2 separate regions of the Mus musculus genome follow, and region 1 is linked to region 2. A link is a contact called in public HiChIP or PLAC-seq data. All regions are on one chromosome and are shown on one strand. Each heading gives the region's core, a stretch centred on a gene start, on an enhancer-like site or on the middle of the called end of the contact. The rest is flanking DNA. Distances are from core to core; before and after follow the strand shown. Region 1 has its middle 9.1 kb from the start of Prkaa2. Region 2 overlaps Fyb2 (FYN binding protein 2).

Region 1 (3,546 bases), core at 379-2,878, 180 kb before region 2:
TCATGTGATCCATCCTCCTGCACTACTGAGCCAGAAAGCCATTTTCCCCTTACCCATAAGTATTCATCAGTTTCTGTTTATCCTCTTTATTTCTCAGTTCCATCCCCTTCGCCTCCTTCCTTATAGAGGCTTCCACTAGAATGAGTTCTCATCATTCGATCCCTGATGGAGAGCAAGAGCCTCTAATGCATTGCTCTGCACTGTGTAGTCGGTCCTTCCCAGGCACTTGGCATAGCGCTTAGTTCAGTTTTTAAATTTACTGACTACACACGGTTTTCACTGGAGTGCAGTTTCCTGGAGAGTAGAGTGATGAAGCCCGGGAGGGCTGTCACACTGAGAGGATTGCTACCTGTTCTCAGGTTACTCACTCTTTTATACATTAGCAGGTTTCCCTTTCAGCTTGGGCAAGCCCATCAGCATACCAACATGCTATAGTTTTCTTCATCTTAAAAAAACAAAATCAAACAAGAACTCTCTTTGTCTCCACTTATTTATTTGCTATTGCTACTGTCTTCATAGTTGAATTCAAATATGTGGAGCTGGGGAGATGGCTCCCTGGGTAAAAGTACTTGCTGCCTAAGCATGAGGACTATGTTCCTGTTCTCAGACCCAACCTTTAAAAAAAAAAAAAAAAAAAAAAAAAAAAAGAGCCAGATGCAAAGTACAAACACCTGCAATCCCAGCATTCCCATAGGAAGATGAGGCAGAGACAAGAGAATCCCAGAAGCTCACGGGCCAGCTAGCCTGGCATGTGCAGTGGGAAAACAACCAAAGACCTTGCCTCCGACAAGATGGAAGACAAGGACCAACACTCTTCCCACATCCACACATGCACCATGCATGCACAAATGAGTGCAGGGTGTATGTGTGACACACACACACACAGAGGCAGGAATACCCACACCTCAAATACATCTCTGCTCCTTTTCATAGCCAACTTAATAGATATACTTCTTCCCTTTTTTCCAGAAACTAATTTCACTTACAAGTTCATCTTCATTACTTTCCTTGTGGTTTGTCAAAGTCATCAAACCCATTAGAAACTCTCCATTATCTTGACCTCTGATATCTTGGCTGCATTAGATAGAGTAGATAACAGTGTCTTGAAATAACTGGTAACACATCTTAAGTTTCCACCTAACTCAGTGGGCATTCCTTAGAGACCTTCGATGGCACCTCTTCTTTTCCATGTCTCCAAATCTGGAATAAATAAATCCTGCTATCTCTTCCTTTGCTCTCTATATTCACTTCCAAAGTAAATCCAAGACTGAACTCTAGTCCTGCGTATAAAGGTGGATGATTCTGAAACGCCGTCATGGTTACTATTGTCCACTTGACAGGATCTAGAATCACCAAAGAGGCAAACATCTGGGCTTATTTGTAAAGGAATTTCTAGACCAAGTTAACTGAAGTGTGAAGATTCATCCTAAATGTGGGTAGCACTGTTCCATGGAAAAGGAAAGAGGGAGTCTACCCTCATCCCCCCAATACCTCCCAAGTGTGGATGCAGTCTAACAAGCTGCCTCACCTTTCTGCAGAATAATGAACCACACCCTCAACTGTGAGCTAAGACAAACCTTTCCTTAAGTTGCTATTATCAGCTACCTCGTCAGAGTACTGAGAAAAAAGTGAACATGTACTTACATTTTGAGATTAGATAGACCTTCCTCTCCATTGTGCCCTTTTGCGGTTGACCACAAGCCTTGCTGGATTCCTATAAGGCATTATGAACTTACCACAGTTGAAGCAGAAGTTTGTCATCTAACAATTCCCTTCCCATCCCTAATTTTTCAGAAAAAAAAATTATATCCCTTTTGTAAAATCAAAAGGAAAAACATTCAGTTGAGCTATAGACATGGAAGAGAGGCTGCCCAGTAGAGGAGGCCTTAGGTTCAAGCCCCTGAGAGCCAAGTTTTTGGTTCTTCTCTTTTTGATCTTTATACATTTCATTCAGCCACCAGCAACCTTATGTACTATCTTCAGTCTTTCTACTGTATTTTAGTGCCTTTCTTCATCTGCACTAGACCATCCCAGTAAACCTATATCAGCTCTCATCTGGTCTACAACAGCCTTGCATCAATTCTTGTATCATTGCTCTCACTGCTTAGACAGTTTTCCACATAAACACACCAACGGACCCTTTACATTAGTCACATCATCGTGTCATTCTCCTGTTTGAACGTCTCCTGATGCATCCCTTCTAACTGTGAACTTCTCGACCCTCTTTCATGTTTGTGCTAATGAATCATATCTAAGCTCTGGACGAGCTTTCTCTCCGGTCGTCTGGTATATGCTGTGTGTTGTGAACTTGCTGTTCCTTCTGTCTGAGATGGATTTATCCATAACATTCCAGAAGTGCCTTCATTCATATAAGTCTCCCTTTACATGATTCTCAAATGCTGCATTCCCAGACTTTCTCTGACAACTAAGTACAAGTGCTTGGTCAGTCTCTTCCTCTTCTCTCTGAGATTATTGACTTAGCTTTGGGTTTCCAGGCAGCACCCACCACTAGCATTACATTGTCTTTTATGGTTGGCTGATTCTAGCAGGAGACTGCTAGAATGTGACAAACACTTGCTTATCAGAGTCCAGTTGGGCCTCATTGTTGGGCATGTCCTTAAGAGGCCAGTTGTAACAAGAATGCTCAACCCCACTATCTAATCAAATCCCTTACCCTCCACTCCCTCTCTTCCAGGTAATGTCTGATCACATGCCATGCTGTCACCAGAAAATCTTATATCAGTTTAGCAAGGAATTTCCCTAGTTGATTAGCAGTATTCCATCTAACAATACACCCCACCTGTGTAGACAGAGACCTTTTGGGAGTTGATTTCAATCTCTTTTCTTCCATTAACCCCCACAGTAACCACCCCTATACCTATTATAAGAGTATTAAGTAAGGGCTGCTTTCCTGTCTCCAGTGAAGGTCTGGGCTTTCTTCAACAGATGCTACCATTCTGAGTGAAAATAAGGAAAGGGCAGCGCCTGGCTTTCTCCTTACTTCACCACCAGTGAATGCACTGAGATGCTTGCTGGCCACTCAATGTCACTAAAGAAGAAATGTTGTCTAGAACAAAGGAGCAGTGCACTCACAGAGCCTGGGGATTTAAGTTGGTTTGATAGATAGTTCCATAGCACTTTAAACACAACGGTATTTTAAAAACAGCTATTCAACATTCATTAGTGAAAGTTTTAAGGCTAATACAAAACCTGAGACTTGAGAATTAAGAACCTTCAAATACCAGAGTTCAATTTGAAAACTGAGTTCTCTGGCAAAGCTTTAAAGTCTTTTTCCTTAGACGGAGAAATATTTTGTTATTTATAAAAACATTTGGAATTACCTAATTTATCTTGTTTGCACTAATTAATCATCTAAAGCTTTGTGCTTAAGGCTAACAGGATTGAACTAACAGTCGAAGCATTAATACCCATTTGAGGTCATTAAAAGTGTGTTCGAAAAAGCTCCAAATAATACACACGCTGTTGGTTTTGTCAGGGATTGTTTTAATTCCCAAGGACAGCTGTAACAGAGATGATAATCACTGC
Region 2 (3,457 bases), core at 303-2,802:
TCCATACGGTCCATGAATGGGAATTGTAGACGTTTAACGTTCCCTTGCACCATCTTTCTGAGGTCAGCTTTGAGCATCCACAGAAACAATCAACCCCCTCTAATGTCAGCAGACTGCACTGAAAATAGCTTTGGAAACAATCCGGGGCACTTCCGCTCTGGATGGACCAGGTGAGCTTCATTTGGTAAGCACACGGCAAAGCCAAGCCTGTGCTATTGTGGGAACAATCAAAGATGAAAGGTGTAGTGTCCCCTAAACAGAACAGGCTTATCTCCAAGATGGAAAGGAGGGGCGACCAGACACCATCAACAAAGTAAGTGCCACTTCAGAAGGATGAGGCCGCCAGGGTCAAACACTTCTAAGGCCAGTTCCCTGCATGTGATGTTATGAGGTCTCCATTTAGCCAAACTTGGAGAACAACAGGTGTCTCTCATTCACTTTTTATTTTATAAAATCACGAAGAGTTAATGGTAGTGGTGACACAAGAGGCAAATACTTCTCCCACATGTCCCTGTGGCACACACTGATCTGAATTCCTGTTCACCTCCGTTGGATTCCCAGGTGCAGACAGAAACCAAGCACAGAAAGCCTAAGTGCATCCCTCCCTCCAGGTCACAGGTCAAACCAGGAATTTGATTCATGCAGCCTGGCTTTGGGGCTCACGTTCACCCCTGAGTCTATCAGTACACTAGCACCGGGAAGGCCACAGAAGCCAAGAAATTATGCTCTAGTAATAGGGGTAACCATAGCTGCCAATGCTAACTAACATAGAAACATCTTCAAAATAGCATGTAGACAGTCACCTTCCATGAATCCAAGAGCTGGACAGTAGGAAGACTGCCTGTATTCCTGGAACCAGGGATTAATACCTAAGACCACTAGGAAAGGCTAAAGACAGCACAAAGCAGTCTGATGCCCCCTCGCCTGCCCTGGGAACAGATTCAACCTGAAAGTTAAAGCCCCTGATGTGGGTATAAGGGTTGACAAGTGTAGCCTATGTCCGCAGATATCTGCATCCTATGGGGTACTCCCCATATGCTTTAAGGAAGGACTCTAGAACTTCTGGAGCTACAGGTCAAACTCCTCTCTTGTCATGTCTCCACCCATAAAGACAGGAAGACAGCCACCAAGCGTCCCCCGGTGGTCATGTGCCTCCAGGCACTGATCTGGGTCAGTTCTGCTTGCTTATCACCTTCTAACTTATCTCAACTGCCCACTGGCTCTCCGAGCCTTTCCATTTTCTCACAATGCAGGCATTCTATCCACCTCTGTTATCTTCAGCTGATAGCTGGGCCTGCTAAGTCGAGCAACCCTAAACACTCAGCGACTGTTCCTTCAGTGAAGGTGGTTATGGAAACAGCCATCTAACCACAAGGTTGAATGTTTTGCCAATAAATATGTAGTGGCATCATGGATCAGTTTGGGGCCCTGAGGTGGCTCAGTGGGTAAAAGTCCTTGCTTTGAAAGTCTGGTTGCCTGAGTTCAACCTGACGAACTCACACAGTCAAGTAAGGTGGCTTGAATCCATAATCCCAGCACTCCCCCAGCAAGGCAGGAAACAGAGACGGGAGAATCTCCCAGAATCCTCCAAACTAACTAGCATGTTGTTTGCCAACCGACAGAATTACAAGGTGGGGAGAACGGATTCCTGTGAGTTGTCTTCCAACCCCCATATCTGCACTCACACACGCGCACACACACACACACACACATACACACACATACATAGATGCACACACAGAGACAGGAAGGCAAGCAGAAACACAGACAAGCACACAGACAGACTAGCAGACACACAGAAATAGGCAGTCAGACAGGCAGAATCAAAGACACATACACAGACAGGCAGGCAGACACAGAGACACAGACATATGAGCGTGTACTTGCGCACGTGTGCAAACACACACATAGACAGACAGGCAGGCAGACTCATAGACAAGCACAGAGACAGGAAGACAGACAGGCAGAAGAAACACAAACACATACACAGACAGGCAGAAACAGACATGTGAATGTGTGCATACACACACACACACACACACACACACACACACACACACGACTAAGTATGGTGAAGCCCACAGGAAGGGAGATGAAATATTTTCACTGAAGGGGAGGCTCTGAAGCCATTCTGGGTGCATGGGACAGCATAAACAAAAGCAGGGGGCATGCAGGTCCTTTACATTTTCAAGGGAGGCAGATCAGAGCAACCAGAACGTTGCAGAAGTGATGGAAGAAGAAAGCCATGCTCACTGAGGGTCTTCTGAGCCTTTGAGGAAGACATGACCTTGGTTGCTTTCGCAGGTGTTTTGATGCAAAGCCTTTCAGAGGACAGAAACAACAATCCTTAGTCTATATCTACAGACTTTTCTTTGAGAAAGCCTTTCTGTTCATTCATCAGAAATCAGACAAACACTGGAACTGGAATTCAAAGGTCCTAATAGTATTTTCATAGCAATATAAATAATCCTCTTTCCAGTGCCCCAAATGAATACTAATGACCAACTTTTTCCTCATCAAACCCTGCCCATTCAGGTCTTACGAGTCCCAGAACCTGCTTCATTTCTCTATCTTTGGGAAGTTGCTGGGAATCCTGCCTTAGTCAGGGTTTCTACTGCAGTAGCATGCTATGTGCTCAGACATGCCACTGTTTCCCTAAAAAACAAACAAACAAAACAAAACAAAAAATGAGTGCTCGCCTAAGGTACCACATGAGACACATTGACCAGGCACTGTCTTGGGATGCCTCTGGTAGGCTTCTGATACCAAGGCAGTTATGACAAATCAGTCATCTTAAAAGCTTGCTGCACTTGGGAGATGTGGGCGGGGCATTATGGAGGGGTTCCTATTCATTTCCCAGGAAATTCTTCAAGGCTGGATGAAGGAGAACAAGGCAATCAGGCTGTGCCAGGAACAAAAATGGCAGCAGTGGCTGTAGATAATACCTAGCAGTTAGTCCAGTGGCCATCGGCTTCAGCTGATATTTTTGCACTTATTTTCCCACTGGCAATTAGCTTCACTCGAACAAGCCTTCGGTGACTCAATGATTCTATAATATATTTCCATAACAAGTTTTTCACTCTCTTTTCCAAAGCTGGCATTTCCCCCTGCACTATTAATCAGATAATGCGCTGTGTTAGTTAGGGTTGCTATCGCCATGACAAAACGCCATAACCAAAAGCAACTTGCGGAGGGTTTATCTCACTTCCATATTACAGTCCATTACCAAAGGAAATCAGGCAGGGAATCAAACAGAGCAGGAAACTGCAGACAGGAGCTGATGCAGAGACCATGGAGGAGTGCTGCTTACTGGCTTGCTTCTCATAGCTTGCTCAGCCTGGTTTCTTATAGCACTCACAGCCACCAGCCCAGGGGTAGCACTACCCAAAATGGGCTGGGGCCTCCACCATCAATTACAAGTTCTAAAAAGGCCCTACAAGCCTCCAGCTTGCTCTGA

The links. HiChIP or PLAC-seq counts read pairs in DNA pulled down with a chosen protein or histone mark.
Region 1: an H3K27ac HiChIP or PLAC-seq map of extraembryonic endoderm stem cells shows a contact between it and region 2. The contact joins two enhancer-like sites. A contact is called at or near these places in 4 of 484 Hi-C or Micro-C datasets (cortical neurons, embryonic stem cells and stem cell-derived neural progenitor cells) and 3 of 115 datasets of contacts at active chromatin or transcription factors (extraembryonic endoderm stem cells, stem cell-derived neural progenitor cells and trophoblast stem cells).

Annotation. Positions count from the first base shown.
Region 1 is chr4:105,117,178-105,120,723 of GRCm38.p6, reverse strand. No RefSeq gene overlaps it. Among named protein-coding and RNA genes, the nearest start is that of Prkaa2, 9.1 kb to the right of the region's middle. Within about 2 kb of position 1,628, at least 4 of the 459 cell types and tissues checked have an H3K27ac peak or open chromatin away from gene starts, as enhancers often do. A contact at or near this core is called in extraembryonic endoderm stem cells, where this site is marked.
Region 2 is chr4:104,937,581-104,941,037 of GRCm38.p6, reverse strand. The region is part of intron 1 of Fyb2 (FYN binding protein 2); the gene reads right to left. Among named protein-coding and RNA genes, the nearest start is that of Fyb2, 26 kb to the right of the region's middle. Within about 2 kb of position 1,552, at least 6 of the 459 cell types and tissues checked have an H3K27ac peak or open chromatin away from gene starts, as enhancers often do. A contact at or near this core is called in extraembryonic endoderm stem cells, where this site is marked.